2 separate regions of the Anas platyrhynchos genome follow, and region 2 is linked to region 1. A link is a contact called in public Hi-C data. All regions are on one chromosome and are shown on one strand. Each heading gives the region's core, a stretch centred on a gene start, on an enhancer-like site or on the middle of the called end of the contact. The rest is flanking DNA. Distances are from core to core; before and after follow the strand shown.

The links. Hi-C and Micro-C count contacts between places; a contact is called where the count stands out from the background.
Region 2: a Hi-C map of skeletal muscle shows a contact between it and region 1, with 7 times the contacts expected there. The contact joins two enhancer-like sites. A contact is called at or near these places in 3 of 8 Hi-C or Micro-C datasets (liver, skeletal muscle and subcutaneous adipose tissue).

Annotation. Positions count from the first base shown.
Region 1 is chr2:124,881,211-124,888,305 of IASCAAS_PekinDuck_T2T, reverse strand. It overlaps SNX10 (sorting nexin 10), which reads left to right. Exons shown (of 7, transcript XM_027450965.3): 6 at 6,646-6,861. Among named protein-coding and RNA genes, the nearest start is that of SNX10, 30 kb to the left of the region's middle. Within about 2 kb of position 1,270, at least 1 of the 8 cell types and tissues checked has an H3K27ac peak or open chromatin away from gene starts, as enhancers often do.
Region 2 is chr2:124,920,467-124,927,381 of IASCAAS_PekinDuck_T2T, reverse strand. No RefSeq gene overlaps it. Among named protein-coding and RNA genes, the nearest start is that of SNX10, 8.7 kb to the right of the region's middle. Within about 2 kb of position 1,526, at least 1 of the 8 cell types and tissues checked has an H3K27ac peak or open chromatin away from gene starts, as enhancers often do.

The DNA of each region.
Region 1 (7,095 bases), core at 21-2,520:
GCATGTTAGGCTAAATAACTGAAGGCAGGAGGAGCTAGCCATTGTGGGAGCTGCAGGAATATTTGTGTGTACAGTTATATATGGGATCTGTGCCAAAGGGATGGTCACTACATGCTGGTTGAGGACTTACAAGATGGGGAAAGGAAAGCAGAAAAGGATTAGTGTTTAATTCTTCACCTCACAAGAGAAAGACAGTGAACTAGTGATGGTGCTTCCAGGGGAGAGAGCACTAATGGCCAGTCAGACCACAGGTAGTTCATGTCCCTGTGTCTGAGCAATTTTTAGCGGTGCTTACACAGCCTTAGGTGTGCTGCCCCACGGAGCAGCACGTTTTCAAAATCACTCATATATTAAAATAGTGAAGAGGCTCATCTGTTAACACGGGACAATACTGCAGCATCAGAAATATTTACAGCTGCTGTCAGTGCTTCAGAAGACAAGACACAGAGGTAGATTCTCTAAAAACAGATCATCACTCTCCAATTTTGTGGATGTCTGTGTCTTAAATGGGTACTGACAGGAGAAAATGACAGCGCGTTGAGCATGTTACCTTACTGCTCTTAGTCCAGGAGTGAGAAAAGAGGCATCTCTGTCGTAAGGGGATGATTTAAATGTTTGAACTTGGATGCCATTTGGAAAGGTGTCGGCTTTTCTCTCAGCCCGGGGGAATAGTTGGAAGGAATTTTCAGAGATACAGTTGTGTTGTGATGAATTGGCTTGGCAAATTATGTGCCGTACCATTGCCCTCTGCTGGCTGGCATGTCTGATGTACTGCTATTTATAGAAGGCATCTTTTTAGTGGCTGAACTAGGCTGCCATGATGCTTTTTTTTTTTTTTTTTTTTTAATAAGTCTGAACCAAAGGTTGTGATTTCTTTCTCTTGTGGAACTCATTGATGAGCACATTGTCTTTAAATCTTGCATGTGATCACTGCTGATTTTGGACTTGCTCCAGCTAATACTGCTGACACCATCCCACTTCTTCTGCCTTTACATATTGGCAGTTTATATAGAGAGTGTATATATATAGCTTATGCAAAGGCAGAAGAAAAAAGAAGTGTATATAAAAACATAAAGACAGACTTGATTTTACATGAAGTCCGGGTATGGATGCTACAAGTTCTCTGGTGTGGCAGCGACAGGGGAAGGCAGGACCTCCCTGGTATATTGGGAAGGGAGTAGGAAAGGAGCCAGAACACAGTTGCATTGCTCAGAACCACAAAACTGAGTGCCTCATTCCCCCCAGCAGTGGCAGCAGTCATCGTGCACAAGCTCACAGCCTTCGCTGATATTTCTTTGTGACAGAGGGAAGGAATTGGATCCTAACCTATGTGTATCTGTCAAGGTGATACAGGAACCCAAGCTATATTCAGTACGCTGTGAGAGCATCAGGATCCGAGCCATACCTGACAATGGAGTTCAGATTTTAAACCCTTTCTGTTCCTGCCCGTTGCTCAGTGTGAGAAGGTTGCTGCAGCCTCTGCCAGGACGGTAGCCACATGCCAGAAGTGTCAGTTCCTGTCTTTTATCCTGGGAACACCTTCACATCACCTGTATGTAGGCAGCTATAGAGTCCTCTTGTCCTCCTTCACAGAACTAGGTAGCACGCTGAGGCACTTAGAATGGGCCTTTTTGTAGCTTCTTCATGCTGAGCATGCCGACAGCTGGAAACTAAACCAAAGCCTTAGAGTTTGGTGAAGCCTGGAAGTGGGTTTTGAGTTTTGGTTTGGCTTTACCACACAAATACAGGGTTGGACCTGCTTGTCTTATAGGTTATTATCTCTGAATGATGAAGAGCTGTAAGGCTTACTTCTTGTCTGGGCATAATTTAATATTTCAAAAACCCATTTGCATTAACGGAAGCCAGCCAGCCCATTTTCAATTATGAATTACTTTGTAAGAATAAGGAAAATGATGTGTGTTTTTTCTGGTAGGTATCCTCATGGATTTGAGGATAGATTCACTGGAAAAGCTTATTCTTAAACTGGAGGTCAAAATTAAAACTACCTTATAATGCTGGGTTCTGTAAGATCTTGTTTGCTTTCAGCCCTGTTTAGCTGCACAGGTTTAACTTTGGGATTTAGATTTCCTGCAGTCCCACAAGCAGAAGCTGGTGTAAGTGTTGAGAAGTCCCCATGGGGACAGGCAGATGTGGAAAGTGGGAGACTGGCTCCGAGGAGGATGGATCCCAGCCTGCCAGGGCCTCAGAGGCTCCTTCGTCAGCGCAGAACAGGTGGCAGCACTGGTGGCCGTGGGGCAGGTAGGATTTCCTCCAGTGGATGGTGGCCACCTCTTTCCAGTGGAGCTGTTCCGAGCAAAACCTTGAAACTATTTCCTCTCTGGCGAGGGCAGCAAATCCATTGAAGTGAATAATGCTTTGCAGGCATGTGTCGGTTAATTCCTAAATGTATTCATTATCAGATCCTAAACAGTTGCTTCACAGTTGCTTGCTATCAGTAACATTTCCTCTGTTATAAAAAATGAATGAGGAGACACAGTAGGCTTTTTAAAAGGAGGAAATGAAGCTTTGTTTACTGCGGAGCCCTGCGCTCGCTGCGAGAGGCTGAGCGGATGTTCAATAGAGGGCACCACAGCCCAGGCTGTGATCTGCTGTCTCTCAAGTTTTATTTTCCCCTTTCCCTCGTGATATGATGTAAATGGGCAGAGTAAATTTGTTGAAAACAAAATCGGAGTGTTAACCTTCCACACACATACAAGTGTGCATCTGTCATTGTATTAGGTTACAGTAGATACAGGAAATCTTTAGTTAGGATTAAGTTGTACTGTTCGGCCATATGTTGCTCTCCTCCAGCAGAGCAGTGTATAATATACCTAATAAAATCATGTTGAAGAAAACCAGATTTTGGACCCCGTCCAAATAAGACAAAGCACATGTTTTGTCTTTTGTAAATGCTCTGCTGTAACATGGGGAAGGAGAAATGCTCCTCGTGTACTGCCCGGCGTTTCCTCAAAAATGACGTTATTTCTTCGGGTCGGAAAGTCGCCTTTTCTGCCCTTCTTCTTTAAAGGTCTAGAGATCACGGGCGTTTACTGAAAGCTTACAAACAGAGATCCGCATGGCCACGAATAAAAAATGATTTTATTATCTGTAATTCAAACGTAGAGCCTTATCCTGCAGCCCCCTTAATCACATAAGCAGTCATTATGCATGTGAGCAATCTGGCAGAGAGGAGTGAGATCTCTGACAAGTAATGACTACTGATGTGATGAAGACTTGCAGGATTTAGCCTTGCATTCTTATTCTAGGCATGCATAGAAAGTCTGCTGTTCCCTTGAACGCGGCCAGGCAGCTTGTAGGAGTTAGCAGAGGGAGCCGTGACTCCTGCAGCAGCACGGCTGCGGGGAGAAGCGATGCCACTCGCTGCAACTGCGGCTCGGCACTGACACCCGCTGCAGTAAAACTCCTCGAGAAGCACTCTGCTACTGGTTGAGTTCACACCACACACGTGTATCCGAGTAGTAACATCAGGGCATTCAGCCTTTTCTCCTGCCTTCCTCATTTTGAAGGCCTTGGAGCCAAACCTGCTTTTCCCACCAGCTCCCACAACGTGTCCCTGGGACAGCAAAGGCCCTGAAGGGCGGCTGCTGTACCAGCACTTAATGCCACCACAGCATCTGGTGACAAACGTGTGGTCGTTTCCTTGCAACGGGAGCATTTCCAACAGGAAAATGTAACCCTTACGGATAGCACAGCATTTATTTTTCATGTTGATCGCTTGAAGGATGCAATTAAAAAGCGATCCAACCTGTTGGTTCAGGTGAGGGGGGGGAGCAGAAGTTATGTTTTAATTAAAAGAAGGAAGAAACGTTTCAAGGGTATGTGACTGGGTGAAAGGTGTGGGTATATTTGCTTGCAGGAGGGCTTTAAATGCGTTGCAGAATGCTTTGTGTGTTTGGTATCCTCCAGCCCGCCCCCAAAACGCGCATGTGGGATTAGCCTTGTGCACATTGAATTTCATCCCCTCGGTTTCCCTTCACTCTTTCCACCTCCAGATGGCACTGTGAAGCAGAGAAGAAAATGACTGTGAAATAATGAGTCCAATGTAAAGTAAAATTGGAAATTGAATTATAGCTGCAGAAAAAGGACGGTAGCCTTGAGGTCCTGATCAGTCTGTACTCTTATCACTTTTGTTTGCTGTTCCCTGTGTTAGGTTACCGCTGAGTTAATAACAGGGCTTTAGCAGTTCAAGGCTTAGCAGAATTGTACTGGACATGAAATAAAGCTAAAATGAATTTGTGTCCAATATCATTGACATTAGTGCTCATTACTTCTCTGGTGTAATGCCTCAAACCATCTAAAATCAATTTTAAAGATTACCCATTATTTTATAAAGAAAATAAAATACGTTTCAAGCAGCAACAAAGCTGTAAGTGTGGTGTAATCTCATGAGCAGTTAGTTACTTGTGTTTTCGCTGGTTGGCAGGAAACTTTTGAAGGTAGAGGAAGAGGAAAATCTGTGAAACTGAATGCCATGGGCAGAATTTAATATCTTGGCTTTTGCTGTGTTACTTTGTATTAGACACGCAAATGTTAGAATTGCAGCAATGTGCATCCCCTCACTGTGCTCCCAAGCCTGGGAAAACTGGTAACTCATAGTTACTCCAGAGTAAGCTCCAAGATGTTATTTTTTTATACTTTTTTTTTCTTTTTTTTTTTAAGAGGAGGAAGAGAGGGAGGAGAAAATTTACTCCTGCAAGAGCATAAACTATAAGCATGGATTTATTGTGTGGGATGGTTATTTTGTCTTTTACTTTTTGTCGCAATGTTTGTCGTCTTTGGGAATTTATGTTTATCAAGAGTCAAGGCTGAGATCCTCTTTTAGTGGCCAGTGAATGATGACTTTCCAAACTATTCATGAGGCTGTTGCTGTCAAGGTGTGTAGACTTGTAAATTCTGTGCTTTGGATCATTTTTACTTAGCGTTTGGTTGCTTCTTTGACTGCTAAGAAGCTTTTCAGTGTATTTAAACACTGCATGCATTGATTTCATGGAGGTATACTCTATTTGCTATATTTATTTTAAAGTAAAATTGCGAGACTTTATATAGGATTAAAAAGACTATGGGGGTATGAAAATGTGTTTGAGTTTTAGCAAAATCTGGTCCTTCTGAGACTGAATTTTACATGCACCTGGTAGATCATTAGACTCATTGGAAGATAACAAAGTTTGAATTATTTGGCTGGGAGTGTGTGTGTGTTTTCCTAGGCAAATGTGAGTACAGAAATATCCTACGTTTTCAGTTAGCTATCTCTTATTATTTATTTTGATTTGACAGAATTTTATAGGCTTAGATAAAGTCAGACATTTTTTAGTATATTAATTAAATGTTGTTGTAATGTTGGCTACTTTAGAGCCCGGATTTCAGAATGTATTTGTATTTTAAAATGTTACAGTCCAAGCACTTCATTAATCTCTTTTGATAGAAGGAACTAATCAGTTATACATTTCATTTTAGTTGGAGTACCTATCAAATGCACAATTTCTTACTGCTTTTACTACTTCTTGCATTAATGTCATTTCTTGTTTCCTCTTGCATGGTGTGATGACTTTTTTTGGGTAACTACTTGTAACCTAAGTGGGTAGAAATAGGTAAATAATGACTCTAATAGTTATGGTTTGCTTAAAGATATTTAAGTAATTTTCATGGAGAATTATTTGGCACGGTTATAGGCTCTGATGACTTTTAGTCATACGAATAAAAAAAAATTACGTGTACACGTAAGCAAAAAGTCACTTGTTATATAATCTGGGACATATGTATTGAAGAATTCCTTCGGTAGATAAATGCTGCAGGAAGGTTGCATTATTTTTTTCAAAATAGTGATAATGATCTGCAGTTCTCCTCCTTGTAAAAGTACCTCTACAACTTTGTGTTACTGGAATGTGTTGTTCTTTCTTCACTCGTACTGTGTTTAAATGCTCTGTGCTAAATGTATTTGAAGACTTGGCTTGGAATATATATAAACCAAATATGAAAATGGACTTTTGAAAAGCATAGCTAAAATGAAATAGTATTCAAGGTTCCCTGAAAACAGTTTATAGGTGCATTTAAAATATCGTTCAGTATCAGCATTTTCACTCTAGCTTAAACGTGTGTATCTGTAAAAGTGTAAACAGATTTTGGCGAGTGTCAGCTCTGTTGTTTACAGGTACTTCAAAGTCCTGGCACTGCGTGTGTCTGAAGTCCTCTCTCTGTACACACTTCTTTCCCCCACCAAAGAAAAAAGAAAAGCTTAGCCATTTTAAAACGTATATAGACAGTTATCAATCAGAGAGCAAATTTTCATAAGAGTATATACCTCCAACTGCCTAAAAATCATTAATTGATCCATGTGGTAATAACAGATGGTTAAATGGGAGAAATGTCCTTGAAGTTATTCTTATAGCAGATGTGCTTAACTATTAGCCTCGTGTTTTTACTCACCTAAAACTCCAAATAACGTAGTAAGCAAGTAACACACACCTAATCATTTTAATATGTTCATTACCTTCTGCAACTGATTTAGGATTCATATAAAAACTTAACAGTACGACATCAGTTAGAATTTGTTCTGGTAAAATGCTTCAGAATGCGTGTGTGTATCTCTATAAAAACATTTCGCTTTTATTTTTCTTTTTTTTCCAGGATTCTACAGAATGCATTATTGCTTTCAGACAGTAGGCTTCACCTCTTCCTACAGACTCAGCTAAGCCCAGAAGATATGGAAGCTTGTGTATGCGGACAGACCAAATATTCTGTCGCTGATGCAATTCATAAGTTTGCCTCTTTGAACAGACGTTTTCCTATAGAAGATGAGGAGGGAAAAAAAGGGAAAAACGATGCAGACTCTGATTCGGAGAGGTGATTTCTGTATTTCCTTACTTTCTGAGATTATATATACATACACACGCGCATGCTTCACTTTTTTGTTGATGTAATACTAAGATAATGAAAAAATTAATTGACTGAGATTTTATTGAGCTGTGACAGCTCATCATAGAAGTCTTCACACACACCTCCACACTGAATTAATGAATGCAGTAGAAATTCAATTATCTGCATTCTGATTATGTGAATTTCATTTAGTCAGACTTG
Region 2 (6,915 bases), core at 277-2,776, 39 kb before region 1:
CGGGCATCTGCCTGCACCCTGTCCTCTCCAGCAGGTGGGGTGCCTGCACCTGTGCTGGCTGGGGAGACCCCGAGGAACCCAGGAACCCATGATGGGGAACCACAGGAGCTCTCCAAGCACACCTGCTTGCGTACGACAGCCATTGGAGAAGAGGGATTGTGCAAGTGGATATTTCTGTAGGGCCTTCTCCTCGTGATGCTCCTCTTGGGACATGAGTATCAAAAATGGAATGGGAAGCAGTGCCCTGAGAATTTCAGAGGTGAACAGCAACTTCCCTCAAGGTGGTTCCAGGCACTGATGCCCCCCTTCAGGAACCTAACCCTGCTCACTGCTTACTAATCAGTTTTCTGCCAGTAGATCAGCAGTTGGAGCTCCTGTCGTGAAGATTTGTGCCTCCATTAAGAGGATGTTGTGTTCGTTTAGAGGGAAGTAACTGGGCCTAGGGAATAAAGGGTCGTATTATGCGCTCAATATTAACTGCTTAGTTATGGTTCAAGGTTGGAATAAAGAGACGCTGGTTTTCTTTATCCCGTGGCAGACATGCAACATCCATGCTGAAGTTTCCAAATGTATTGTTAGGATGAGCAATGACTAAATGGTAACATTTAAATACAGCAGCATTTTGAAACTTGAATAAAGATGTAACATTAGTAAATGTTACAAACCCTTAGCAGAGAGAAGATGCTGTAATGGAAGAGCTTACCCCACCAATAATTCTTGTGAGAAATAACAGCTGCTCAGGGTGGTTTTTGTGACAACCATGGCTACATTCCTGCTGCCACTTTCATGGCTGGTATCCACATTGGTGGTGGTGTGATGTCCTAAGAGATCCAACTTACTACTTGCTCCCTTGGCATCTAATGTTGCCTCCGTACAATGCAGGTATTCCAAACTGGCTGAAAGATTTCACATTGATAAATCGCTCTCTTTCCAAGAAAGTTCTCGTGCTAAAATAGCGCTTGGAACAGTTCTGACTGAAACACTCCCCATCCTTTTGCAATACCACTGGTAAATACTGGAGTGGACTCAGAGCTGACCTGCTGATGCAAGGCTGGGGATGCAGCAAAGTGGCTGAAGAAAAACGATGCGCAGAGCAAAGGGAGCTTTACCCATTTGGATGGAATGGTTATGGCATATGCTGGGGATGTTAGGTGGAAAGAAGACACATGGAACATTCCTCATGTCTTAACATTGTTACAAAAATGCTACAATGCTGAGACCATTGCAGGCTCAATTCCTAGTCCCTCTTTCAAATGATAGATATTAGCTTCTCTTAAAATAAAGATAAGCTTTTTTTTTTTTTGCTTTTTTTTAAGAGGCAATTTGATTTGTTAGGCAGTGCATTACAAAGGCAAAACTGAAGTTAAAGGCAGTACTAAAACTTGAATTTGTGGAGGACAATGTATGCACATAAATCTAGCGGTACTGGAGAACATTTCAAAGACACAATTACAAACTCAAGAGATACTTTGTAGTAGTGGAGACATGAAATTCAAACAATTGAAGGCCTCTCACTCTTTCTTATCGTCCTCTGTGTTACTTGCTATCTGAAACTGCTGAATTACAGCAGTACAGACTGCTCACTGCCTGCCTCTATTTTGAATACAGCAACTTTATGGGGAAAAAAATCCATGCAACAAGACTTATTTCCTTGCTTAATTGCGCTAATGAAGTGAGAACGGCACAGAGCAGCATGGAAATATTTATTTGAAATTGTAGCAAGTGCACAAGGGAATCCCCTGCCGCAGGCTGATTGAAGACAGGAGGCATTGCAATCCTCCTTACTCACATTACTGTGCCAGCTAATCCTAAGGCCAGACCAAAGGGTTTTGTAGCAATTTGACTAGGAAATTCTTACCACTCTTTCCACCACAAAAGTTCCCCTGATATCCATACTGGTGATTACAAGGTAATTAAAAAACTAAAAAATATATATATATTGAAATTTGGGATCAGAAAAAAAGTAATTTAGGCATAAGCAGAAACTGAAGAGTCCCTCAATTACTTGAAAGCATATCTAATTAAGTAACACATCTGTCACAGAGTCTTTGGCCTTAGCTTATTTGGCCACACAACATAATGAATAAACCTCCCATTAAAGTCATTAAGAGCAGACAAAGCCACGATGTGCACCCTAGGACTTGCCTGTACAAGAAATAGCTCAGACCAGGTACAGCAGAAGATCTATTCTGCAACACTTCCCTGGGGGAGCACTTTTTTTTGCCATAAGTATGCATTTGTGTGGTTTCACTTAATACACATGAGAAGTGAAATATGTTAAAAGCAAACAAAGGCATCCGTCATGTCAAACAAGTGCATCTGTGTGAGGAACTGGTGCACAGTGCCTGCTGGGCTTTGAATTCCCCACTTGAGATCGTTTCACAGTAACCACCTTATATAGATCAATGCAAAGTAGCACAAAGTGCACTGCTCCTTCATTGTAAATTTACAAAGTGAAGGAAATCGACCCATTGAATGCATGGCTTCATGACGAGGTAATAGCTAGCCAGAAGCTGCTTGGGGTGCTGAGATACTGCTGCAAGTCAACCAGGCAGCTCACAAAGTTGAGTCTGCTGATTGCCAAGAAGCAACAGTAGTTCGGCACCACTTGCACCCTAGAATGTGTTTTCTGTCTGTTTATGGGACAATCAAAACACCATTTCAAATATACTAGTGCGATTGATGTAAATTTTATCACAAGTTTAAATATTAAGTGAGCGTAACTGCTTATTCCATACAGACTTGAAAAAAAATGGCATTTATTCAGTGCAGTGCCTTTAAGGCAATGGATGCACTCCTTTGAAATGTGCAGAGTACATGGTTAAGAAGCAGGGTGAAGCCTGCCGTGCTGAGCAGAAGATACCTGATACACTTGACTAACTGCTGAGAGACTAAACGAGACCCCTTGAGATGAACCAAAAATACAGTTTGCCTACAATTGAGAGTGGTACCCCCATATGAGAGTAGTACCTTTCTAACTACAGAGTTATGTTTAAAATAATACAGCCTTGTCAAAGACTTCATTAAGTTGGCACTAGATAAGCTTATATCTGTGCTAAGGACAGGGTGAGTTATACTAATTTGCAATAGCTTTAAAAGAGCATAATACATTATTAACAGGAATTGCACCAGTGTATTTATTCTGGTTATATTCTGGTTTATTCTGGTTAGCCCCCTGAATGACAGGTACAAGAGCATAAGTCCATGTAGACCATGTGATGGGGCTAAGGGAAGATAATGGCACGAGAATTCCTGCAAAGTAGCGGGAATCTGCTCCTTGAGCTGTGGAAGCTGCCCACAAACTATGATCGCAAAGCAAGGGAATGCAAGATGATAGCAGTCACTTAAATCCTTCTTGTTGCCTGCTGAATTAGACAGTATGATATGGCATTTACATGAACCAGCACCAGTTATTGTAACTCAGCTGATGTGTGGTAACTGTTCAGCTGCTGGATATTCAACACAGGTTTAAGTCCTGACCCTTTGCAGTCAAAGTACCAGTGGGAAATATTCTTTCTTCTCAGTGTGTGACTAGAACAAGCATACATGCTTCAGCTGTTATGAAAAGTGGTCACTTGCCCAGTAACACCACCGTTCTGTCAATAATACCAGGCCCACTAGGTCTTTGTCTTTCCAAACCTGCTTCTCCTAATTACCTTGCTGTTCTTAATCTTCATTTGTAGCCACCTTGCTACAGCTTCTCTTAAAATATTCGCTGCCAACTTGGTTCCTCCTGTCTGTGCTCATCTCTGATAAAAACCATCAACCAAATGCCTCTCAAAACCACTCATTCCTCCTGCCTTTTTAGTGCTTCCCTTCAGGCTTCCCCTGGTTCCCCTTGCTAGTTACTCTCAACTCCTTTTTCCTGTGGGCAACAAGAAGTTTTCTTAGCAAGTCATTGCATGGACACTGCCTGGAAGACTACAGCAGAAGTCATGGCAGCGGGGCAGCCCCACCTCTGTTCCTCTGGCTCTGGGTGAGGTTTCTGCACAGGCTTCTGCGGTGTGGTGAAAACTGTAGGTTAATCTGCCAAATGAAACAGATGCTCGTTTAGAAGTACACATGCACAATCTGCTCAGAACAGGTCTCCCTCTAAGGCTGATAAAGGATGGGTAATCTTGTCATCGTTTTTCAGATGTGGAATAAATAAATAAATGGTGCATGGGGATTTTCTTTGCATCAAAAGAAAAACCAGAATACAAATAGAGGAAATGGACTTACAGAGTCCAAAACAGAGAGGGTCTGGTGGGAGATGTGGTGATTGGTGGCCGCCTCGGTCATAGCGACCATGAAGTGGTTGAGTTCAAAATTTACGGTGACAGAAGGAAAAGTGCCACCAAAACCTCATCCCTAGATATGGGGAAGGCGGACTTCAGGCTGCTCGGGGAACTAGTCAGCAAGGTCCCCTGGGAAGCTGCTCTTGAAGGCCTTGATGTCCACCAGTGCTGGTCACTCTTTAAGCGATGCCTCCTAGAAGCACAAGATCAGGCCATTCCTAAATATCGCAAGTCAGGCAGGCGGGGCAGGAGGCCGTCGTGGCTGACCAGGAACATTCTTATGGAGATTAGGCGGAAACAGAGAGTGTTTCGCTACTGGAAGGAGGGCCGGGTGACATGGAAAGAATACAGGGATGCTGCTCGTGTCTGTAGGAAGAAAATTCGTGTGGCTAAAGCACACCTAGAGTTGAAGCTGGCTGTGTCTGTGAGAGAAAATAAAAAGGGTTTTTTTAGATATGTGAATGGAAAAAGGAGAACTAAAGAATACGTAGGGCCGCTCCTTGACAGGGAAGGTCTTCTCACAGACGATGACATAGGCAAAGCAGAGACGCTTAACGCCTTCTTTGCCTCTGTCTTCAATGCCGATGATGGGCTTCGGGACCCAGGGTGCCCCGAGCTGCAGGACCGGGACGGTGGGGATGACAAACTCCCGACCGACCCTGAACGTGTGCGGGATCTGCTACTCCACCTGGATCCCTACAAGTCCATGGGTCCGGATGGGATTCATCCCCGGGTGCTGAAGGAGCTGGCGGACGTCATCGCGGAACCTCTCTCAATTATTTTTCAACGATCCTGGGAGTCTGGAGAGGTCCCGGTAGACTGGAAGCTGGCAAATGTTGTGCCGATTTTCAAGAAGGGTCAGAAAGAAGACCCTAGCAATTACAGGCCTGTCAGTCTCACGTCAGTGCCTGGTAAAATCATGGAGAAGATGGTTCTCGAACGTATTGAGGCGCACCTGGGGGACAAAGCAGTCATTGGTCCCAGCCAGCATGGGTTTGTGAAGGGTAGGTCCTGCCTAACTAACCTGATTTCCTTTTATGATAAGATCACCCGTATGGTGGACCAAGGGAAACCAGCTGATGTGATTTTTTTGGACTTCAGCAAGGCTTTTGACACGGTTTCCCATAGGATCCTACTGGACAAAATGTCCAGCATACAGCTAAATAAAAACATCATACGATGGGTGAGCAATTGGCTAACGGGCAGGGCCCAAAGGGTTATGGTGAATGGGGCTGCGTCAGGCTGGCGGGCGGTCACCAGTGGGGTCCCTCAAGGCTCCATTTTAGGGCCGGTACTTTTCAATATTTTTATAAACGATCTGGATGTAGGAATAGAAGGCATTTTGAGCAAGTTTGCTGATGACACCAAACTTGGAGGAGTTGTGGACTCGAATGAGGGTGGAAAGGCCTTGCAGAGGGATCTGGATAGGTTGGAGAGCTGGGCGATCGCCAACCGCATGAAGTTCAATAAGAGCAAGTGCCGGGTCCTGCACCTGGGACGGGGAAACCCTGGCTGCACGTACAGACTGGGCGATGAGACGCTGGAGAGCAGCCTAGAAGAGAGGGATCTGGGGGTCGTGGTAGACAACAAGTTGAATATGAGCCGGCAGTGTGCCCTGGCAGCCAGGAGGGCCAACCGTGTCCTGGGGTGCATCAAGCACGGCATCGCTAGTAGGTCGAGGGAGGTGATTGTCCCGCTCTACTCTGCGCTGGTGCGGCCTCACCTCGAGTACTGTGTGCAGTTCTGGGCACCACAGTATAAAAAGGACATGAAACTGTTGGAGAGTGTCCAGAGGAGGGCTACGAAGATGGTGAAAGGCCTGGAGGGGAAGACGTACGAGGAACGGCTGAGGGCACTGGGCCTGTTCAGCCTGGAGAAGAGGAGGCTGAGGGGAGACCTCATCGCAGTCTACAACTTCCTCGTAAGGGGGTGTCGAGAGGCAGGAGACCTTTTCTCCATTAACACCAGCGACAGGACCCGCGGGAATGGAGTTAAGCTGAGGCAGGGGAAGTTTAGGCTGGACATCAGGAAAGGGTTCTTCACAGAGAGAGTGGTTGCACACTGGAACAGGCTCCCCAGGGAAGTGGTCACTGCACCGAGCCTGACTGAATTTAAGAAGAGATTGGACTGTGCACTTAGTCACATGGTCTGAACTTGGGTAGACCTGTGCGGTGTCAAGAGTTGGACTTGATGATCCTTAAGGGTCCCTTCCAACTCAGGATATTCTATGATTCTATGATTCTACTAACTGAGAGTCTTTGGACTGGTAAAATTGCAAGTTTGTTCTTGTTCCACCACTTTTCATGAACGTATCAGAATGATGGTGGGGAGTGAAGAGTAGTCCGTATGCCTTTCACATGCCACACAGTTTCTGTGCTTACCAAATGGCCAATGGCCAAAAGAAAAAAAAAAAAAAAACAACTATAATTTACAGACAGTCTGACCCAGATGCCTCCCTCTTGAGGTACAAAATTGCCCTTGGCTGCCTTTACAGACACTGGAACCCAGATGTTTTCAGAGGATAAATTAAATTGTACTCAACCTGAAACGTCTGAAGGAGATGTTTGTATCTGCCCTGACCGCGGAGGCTGGGGGACTACTGAACAACCACCATACCCATCTGTTTCAGAAGCCAGCG